Regions from separate parts of the Mus musculus genome. Here region 1 is linked to region 2. Evidence: chromatin contacts called from public HiChIP or PLAC-seq data. All regions are on one chromosome and are shown on one strand. The core of a region is the stretch at or near the end of the contact, and the rest is flanking DNA. Distances in the headings are between cores, read along the strand shown. Region 1 holds the start of Vps11 (VPS11, CORVET/HOPS core subunit). Region 2 overlaps Cbl (Casitas B-lineage lymphoma).

Region 1 (4,115 bases), core at 465-2,964, 180 kb before region 2:
AGCTGTTTCTACACAGAGCCGGTTGGACAGCTATGGAAGACCTTGACTTATTAAAATCACTCTACTCTCAAAGCTGCCACTCCCTGGTCTTTGCTTGCCTCTTCCTCTATAGGAAGGATAAGAAGGTTAACAGGGTCTTAGGAGTTGCATTTTGCACCTCAGCAAACATGGATTGGGTGTATGAGAAGTTATACACTCTGAAGCAGAACAGAATATAATACACAAGGTTGATTCAAACTGTGTCGGGGGCAGGACCAAACTTTTTTTAAATTTTTTCCAGCAGTTGAAAAACCGGTTTCATATACTTGCTTTCTTCCATTTATGACCTAAAATATCTCTGACAGGTTTAAAAACAAACAAACAAACTTAAGCACAGCAAGCTAGAATTCACAAAATGTGTGAAATCCTCATCAGTGACTGAGCATTTTATTGATTTGTCTGTCCCCCATTGTCACCACAAACAAACAAAAACCTCAAGACTTTCTTGGTTAGAGTAAACTTTCTGACTGGTATACAGTGGTGGATTTTCTATAGAGATCTGCACAGAAAGTACATACTGTCCATCTAGCTGCTTCTTTTTTGTTTTTGTTTTTGTTTTTGTTTTTTTCGAGACAGTGTTTCTCTGTGTAGCCCTGGCTGTCCTGGAACTCACTCTGTCTGTAGACCAGGCTGGTCTCGAACTCAGAAATCTGCCTGTCTCTGCCTCCCAAGTGCTGGGATTAAAGGCGTGCGCCACCACCACCCGGCTCTAGTTGCTTCTTGATAGCATAATTTTACTTATAAAGTTTTGTTTAGTATTATATCTAAGTACACTGTAGCTGTCTTCAGACACACCAGAAGAGGGCATCAGATCCCATTACAGATGGTTGTGAGCCACCATGTGGTTGCTAGGATTTGAACTCGGGACTTTCAGAAGAGCAGTCAGTGCTCTTAACCGCTGAGCTATCTCTTCAGCCCTATAAAGTTTTTTTTGTTTTGTTTTGTTTTTTTAATTTATTTATTATATGTAAGTACACTGTAGCTGTCTTCAGACACACCAGAAGAGGGCGTCAGATCTTATTACAGATGGTTGTGAGCCACCATGTGGTTGCTGGGAATTGAACTCGGGACCTTTGGAAGAGCAGTCAGTGCTCTTAACCTCTGAGCCATCTCTCCAGCCCTTGTTTTGTTTTTTTAAGATATATTTATTTACCCAATGTATATGAGTACACTATAGCTGTCTTCTCACACACCAGAAGAGGGCGTCAGATCTCATTACAGATGGTTGTGAGCCACCATGTGGTTGCTGGGAATTGAACTCAGGACCTCTGGAAGAGCAGTCGGTGCTCTTAACCACTGAGCCATCTCTCCAGCCCCCTATAAAGTTTTATACATCTAAAAAGCTTTGGATTTGATCGGGCAGTCTATTAACTACTTTTAAAAAGGTGGCACTTAATTACAGCTTTATTTTGCAAAATTAAAAAGCTGATGAATTAGATAGCTTCCCAAAACATTATTCTCTGCATCGAACAGAGTATTGAGTTTTGAGACACCGCCTCTCTGTGGAGGGCATGCGGACCTCGAATCGCGCCACCACTCTCTTGAAGGACGTTGTCAGTCCTAACAAGATCAAAAGAGCATTAAGGAGCTACGGAGCACGCCCCACCTCTCAGTCCCGAGCAGCAAGCCTTTTGTGCGCATGCTCCCCACTGTCACATGACTCGCCTTTCGGTTCACGTGATTTCGCTTCCGGAGGCGGGGGCCTTCGGCAAGATGGCGGCCTACCTGCAGTGGCGGCGTTTCGTTTTCTTCGAGAAGGAGCTGGTGAAGGAGCCGCTGGGTAATGATGGGGCTGCTCCCGGTGCCGCGCCTGTGTCGGGATCCGCTGCTTCCAAGTTCCTTTGCCTCCCTCCTGGCATCACTGTCTGCGACTCAGGCCGCGGGAGCCTGGTCTTTGGAGATATCCTTCTTTCGGAGGTGTTTCTTTCCTCAGCGCACGCCGGACGAGTTTCTACAGCGAATGCAATCTGTCAGTGGCGTTTTGCGTGCTCGCAGTTAGACGCGAGCCCAGATGTCTTTTGTGGGCTGATGGGAGAAAGAAGGAAGTTCATTTTCTCACTTGTCAACTGAGCAGTCCTGAGCAAGTCATTTAACTCTCGGCTTCAGGTTCCTTTACTGGAAAAAGGTTGTTAATGCCAGTTTGACAAAGGTTAAGATCGGCCCCCTCGCAAATAGACGCAACTTGCCTTTAAAATATGTGTGTGTGTGTGTGTGTGTGTGTGTGTGTGTTTGATTGTGAGTGTGTGTGAGGTGTTACAGTCCCTGTCTAATATTGTAGGCGAGGAGGTAGATAGATAAGGACTTTGTTTGCTTTGTTCACGAGCTATGAGCTATGTGGGGAAGCCCTTGGGATGTACAGTCAGACCCCAGCTGAGGTCTCAAGCCACTGGTAGTTACAAACTACATAGGGGCTACTTTTTCCTTTCAGAGACGCTCATTCCTCAACTTAAGATAGGTTTACATCCAGGCAGATCCATCATAAATGGAAAGTTATACAAGCCAAAAATGCATTTATCTTGCCTAGTCTACCAGTCTAAATAGCAACAGAGTACACTATAACTATACTATATCAATGTTCCCTTCTGATTCCATTGCTGACCGGGAGCTAAATGTGCCCAGCATCACAAGAGAGTATCTTTTTCAACATCTTGGACAGGGTCTCAATGTGTAGACTAGGCTGGTCTTGAACTCACGCCCATCTCTTGGCTCCAGATCACTGGGATTAAGGGCTATCCTCAAAGGAGTATCTTACCCATATTACTAGCTCTGGAAACTTGTCAATTATGCTTTCTTCTTACATGCTCTGCCCCTCAGCCCTCAAAGTAGAATTTCTGCTGCTTGTCACTTTTGTAGGATTGTAAATTAAAAGTTGCTAAGTCAGTGACAACACACTGATCATACTTTTAATTTTTAAATAAGGTGCAGTAAGAAATTAGCAACAATAATACTAAAACAGGACAATTATAATAATATCCTGTAATTGAAATTATGTGAATGTAATCTCTCTTAAGATTACAAGTGCATGTGTGTGTTTCATTTCCTTCTTTCTTTTTTAAATTTATAACACAAGATCCCATTTAGCCAAGGATGACTTCTAACCTTCTTACCTTTACCTCTGGAGTTCTAAGATTACAAACATGTGCCTCTGCACCCAGTTATATATGGTGCTAGATATCTAACCCAGGGCCTTGTGTGTGCTAAGGAAGTGTCAGTTGTGTGCTATGTCTCCAGCCCTGGCTTCTCCTAAGATATTTTAATTCCTCCTTGTACTATTAATGCATAGAATATGCAGCTGTAGACGAGGTGGGGGAGGGTCACGTCACTCCTTGGAAAAGAGGCACCTTGACCACCCTGCACATATGGAAGGCCAGATCTGGTTCTTGCCACGTTCTCTACAGCTTACAGGGTTCCAGGCCTACAAACTACGGGTGACACACTTATATCAGCTGAAGCAGCACAATATTCTGGCATCGGTTGGTGAGGATGAAGAGGGTATTAACCCTCTGGTAAGTCCCAGAAAAGAAAAATCCAGAAGCCCGAGGAATGGTTTTTGGTTGGAGGGAAACTAACTTTCACATGTCTGTGGTCTGTCTCTAGGTAAAGATCTGGAACCTGGAAAAGAGAGACGGTGGCAATCCACTCTGCACCCGGATTTTCCCTGCCATCCCAGGGACAGAGCCAACTGTTGTGTCTTGTTTGACGGTCCATGAGAATCTCAACTTTATGGCCATTGGTATGCTGAAAGGAGGAAAAAACGCATTCCTAGATTTTTTAAAAAATGACTTATTTTTATTTTATGTACATTGGTGTTTTGCTTATACATATGTCTGTGTGATGGTGTTAGGTTCCCCAGAACTGGAGTTACAGGCAGTTGTGAGCTGCCATGTGGGCGCTGGGAATTGAACCTGGGTCCTCTGGAAAAGCAGCCAGTGCTCTTAACCACTGAGCCTCTTCTCCAGCTCCCATTCCTAGATTTTTAAATACATTTTCTTTGACGTGGTCTCTGCAGTTGATACGTGCTGCCACTGTTTTCTGTTTTTCAGGGTTCACAGATGGCAGTGTCACCCTGAACAAGG
Region 2 (3,856 bases), core at 107-2,606:
AAACAAAGGTACTAACCTCCAAAATGTGTGTCAATGGTGGCTTTGATTTTTGAGATAGGGTCGTTCTATGCAGCCCATGATTTCCCCTCCTAGCTTCTTGAATTCTGGGATTACAGGTGTATACTATGTAATCTAGCCTATGCTTTAATTCAAATTGTAATATTGTTTTAAAATTTAAGTGAATTTGTTGCAAAGGAATTAGGAAAAAATAGCTACACAGTGAAGAGGCATGGTCAAAATTACTATAATTAAGTGATTGGAGTGATACCAGCAAGATACTGTGACATGTGTCAAGGGCACCCATTCCTGCTTTTTTTCATGAACTCATAATCCTAGTTGTAAAAAGAAACACGTGAGTCAGATGTGTTGAAGGCATTGTACAAAAAAACTGACTAGTGCTCTGGAGAACAGCTGTCATGAAAAAACAGTTAAAGATCAAGAAACTACCACAGCAGATTAAAAAAAAGAACAGTGGCTTATGGTGTCCAGGGTTGGGTGCTGATTTCTTGGGTTGGTTGGTTCATTGGGGGTACTTGCCCAAAAGCCTGTGCCGTACTGTTGAGTGTTTTAACAAGTCATTTACAGATGGGTAACCTAATTTAGAGATAAAGTACGATGTAGATACAGAGAAAGTGCCACACACTTTGTTTCTGCCCCTGAAGAATTGTCTTCCAAATGGTGGAAGGAAGACAGTTCTCACACAGCAGGTATGATAGAGCCATGAAACATCTAAACAAGATGATACAGTTTGTTCAGAAGGGAAGAATAGATATTAAATTTGGATGAGTGACTTTTCTCTCCCCTACCCGAGGAGGTAGGATCTGAGAACATTGAAGAACAGGCAACATTCCATAATGATAGTCATTGGAAGGAAAAATATGTATCATAGTAGAGCTCTCCAGCTCTTGAATCACATAGATCAGTTCTGACACTTACTAACAAGCTCATGGAAGGACTAGGGCATGGCTCAGTAATAGAGCAATTATTTTTCATGTACAAGCTTCTAGGTTAGTTAGATCTCTAGCATTAAAAGGGAAAAAGCTGACTATGAAGAGATACATGTACTATTGATGTACTGCCACCATGAAAGGCATGGGGCTTAGAAAGTAGAGAGTATTTTGGGAGAGCACTGAGTATTGTTCAGAAAGGTGAATTAGGTTATGATGGTATTTTTTGTTGGTTCATGGCCAGAGTTACACGTGACAGGAATAAAGGATCTGTATTTTAAGATTCATTTGGGAACTGGAGAGATGTCTTAGTGGTTAAGAACACTTGCTGCTCTTGGGTAGGAACTAAATTCAGTTCCCATAATCCTCATGTAGACTACCAGCTATCTGTTACTTCAGTTCCAAGGGATCCTGCTCCTCCTCCTGGCTTACTCTGGCACTGCATGTACATGGCACACACACATGCATACAGGCAAAACATTTATATACATAAAGTAAAAGTAACCAATTCTGCTGGCACCTTAGCTCAGTTGTAGAGGACTTGCCTGGTGCATACATACACACAGTTGATTCAGTGGGAGTACAAAGTGTGAAGCGGCTGTTGGAGATTCGTATAGGCTGCTGCTGCCTTCTCTCCTTGGTTCCTTACTACTGTTACCTTACAGTGGGGGTATCACATAAATTGGACCATGAGTATGGTATTATATATATCTTTTTTGTTTTGCTTTTCAAGACAGGGTTTCTCAGTGTAGCCCTGGCTGTCCTAGTACTCACTCTGTTGACCAGGCTGGCCTGGAACTCAAAAAGATCCATCTGCCTCTGCCTCTCAGTGCTGAGATTAAAGGAGTGCACCACCACGCCCAACTGATATGATATATACTTATGGGGGGGGGTCATTGATATGTTTAGATATATTGATTGAAAATCCCTTTCATATTTTATATTCATATGTATTTCTCTGTGTGTATGGATGGGTTTGGGTATGGTTTTGCTATACAGCTCATACTTGCTGCTTTTGAAGTAGACATCTTCCTATTTTAACAAGTGCTGGGGTATAACAGATGTGTGCCATGACTCCAAGCTCTCTCTTTTAAAAGAACAACTTCAGTAGATAAGAGTTAGCATTTCGTCTGACTTCCTGTTGAGAGACGTTTCATGGTGTGTATTTTTAGTTGGTTAGTGTGCTGAGCAGAGGATGTTGTTACTGAGTTATGATTGTTTTCTCGGTATGTTCTTCTTGGATGACACTAGTGTTGCATGTAAAGGTTTTGGAATTTGACAGCGAAAGAACTACAGTCACCACTTGTGACAGTACCCGTGCATGAAGGACTTCCAGGCACTGGTCACTTCACTTTTAAAGTCCATTACCCTTATTGTTAAGGTAGCTTTATATCTAAATTTATGTTTATAATACTCAAGACTTCCCATATTTTATTAAGGAAAGCTTCTAATTATAAGAGCTTAAAATTTTTACACTTATTTATTTTGTGTTGTGGGGCAATGCTTGTGACAACTGTTGTGGAAGGATTAGAGGACAACTTTTGGAGGTGTTTCCACTGTGTGGCACAGAGCATTATGTTTGGTGTCAAGTGCCTTCATCTGCAGAGTCATTTTTCTGGCTCCAATATCACAGGCTTTTTTCTTGTTTTTTTGTTTGTTTGTTGCTTTTAAAGATAATTTTGTAATTATATTTACATACAGAAAACTTAGCAGTGTATATTTAACCCAGTTTAGTGATGAGTTTTTTAGCCTTTGCCCTTTCCAGCTTGGCAATGGGAGCCACAGACTTAGGACCCAGGATATTGCCTCCTTAGTAGCGGCGGATCTCATCATCTGTCGTTGTAATTAGACCTAATAGCTTTTACTATTGTCTTCCAAGTTAACCTGTATGAGGGCAACAGTAGTGCACATCTTCCTGTGGTCCAGTCACCCAGCCTGGCCTTTCCCTTGATGATTCAGTAAGAGACCCCCACCTTTCAACACAGGGCAGGCAGGAAAACCGCCAGCTCAATGGGCTCTGTGTTGTGGGGAGTTACTATCAGCTGAGCATTCTTCTTCCCCACCAAAGTGGTGACTATATTGACCCCTGCTCAGTCTCTTAGTTGGGGTGTCCCCCTTGCCAGCAGCTTTCTTCTTACCACAGGCACAGTAGCCTTTGCTTCTTCTCCTATTTTGTCTCTGGCTTGTACTTATGAGCAAGCTTAAGCAGCTGGCAGGAGGTACTTTGAGCACCATGTGAGATCTCTTTTGGGGTGAGTGTCCTCCAAGCTCCCTGAACACTGCTACAAGCTCCTTTAGCACCCTTTACCCACGCCCCCATTGGTCCCAAGAAAGCATTTCTTCTAAACAGCAGTTCCTGATTGTCTGACATTATCTGTACCAGCAATCCTTGGTCTCTCAGGCAGTCCTTAGTTAGGTCCTTCTGCAGGAGATGCTTTTGAGGCTGTCTCGCCCCCCCACCCACCCCCCAGCGTTTACACAGAGGTGGCCCTACCGTTCCTGCTACATGTCCACCCTTTTGTTTTTAGGTTTTGACAGCCTAGTAGGAACTGGGGTGCCATTGCCTTGACATTGTTGACCCTACCACAGAGGATTCCCAATATTCTGGACTATGTATGTCTTGGGTTGTCCTGTCTTCCAGGATCTTACCTGTCATTGACTACCAGCCCTCAAAGAGCTATCAGTCCGGAGGCATGACACACAAGGGACAGCCTACATGGTGGTCTCATGGATCTTTGCCATCCGTGCTTTGATCATTTTCTTGGGGGGAGGGGGAACGCAATCAGGACTTTCGAGAGCCATCATTGGCACCTGGAGGGCCACCTTATTTATGGAACACTGCCTGCAGATATGCTGTGTGAGACACTTAAAATAATTATTAGTATGACCATTTCTCCCATCATAGCATA

What was found. HiChIP or PLAC-seq counts read pairs in DNA pulled down with a chosen protein or histone mark.
Region 1: a contact with region 2 is called in a CTCF HiChIP or PLAC-seq map of CD8 T cells, with 6 read pairs. The contact joins the promoter of Vps11 here to the enhancer-like site in region 2. A contact is called at or near these places in 3 of 39 promoter capture datasets (HPC-7-derived erythroid cells, hematopoietic stem and progenitor cells and hippocampal neurons), 1 of 15 datasets of contacts at CTCF or cohesin (CD8 T cells), 3 of 484 Hi-C or Micro-C datasets (embryonic stem cells, nephron progenitors and peritoneal macrophages), 10 of 115 datasets of contacts at active chromatin or transcription factors (the 230-238 cell line, the SCID.adh cell line, bone marrow-derived macrophages and 6 more) and 3 of 9 other capture datasets (adipose tissue, liver and pancreatic islet).

Annotation. Positions count from the first base shown.
Region 1 is chr9:44,359,269-44,363,383 of GRCm38.p6, reverse strand. Vps11 (VPS11, CORVET/HOPS core subunit) reads left to right here and starts at 1,714. Exons shown (of 16, transcript NM_027889.2): 1 at 1,714-1,939; 2 at 3,397-3,545; 3 at 3,637-3,772; 4 at 4,083-4,115. The coding sequence starts at 1,753.
Region 2 is chr9:44,179,976-44,183,831 of GRCm38.p6, reverse strand. The region is part of intron 2 of Cbl (Casitas B-lineage lymphoma); the gene reads left to right. Among named protein-coding and RNA genes, the nearest start is that of Mcam, 47 kb to the right of the region's middle. Within about 2 kb of position 1,356, at least 28 of the 459 cell types and tissues checked have an H3K27ac peak or open chromatin away from gene starts, as enhancers often do. A contact at or near this core is called in CD8 T cells, bone marrow-derived macrophages and pro-B cells, where this site is marked.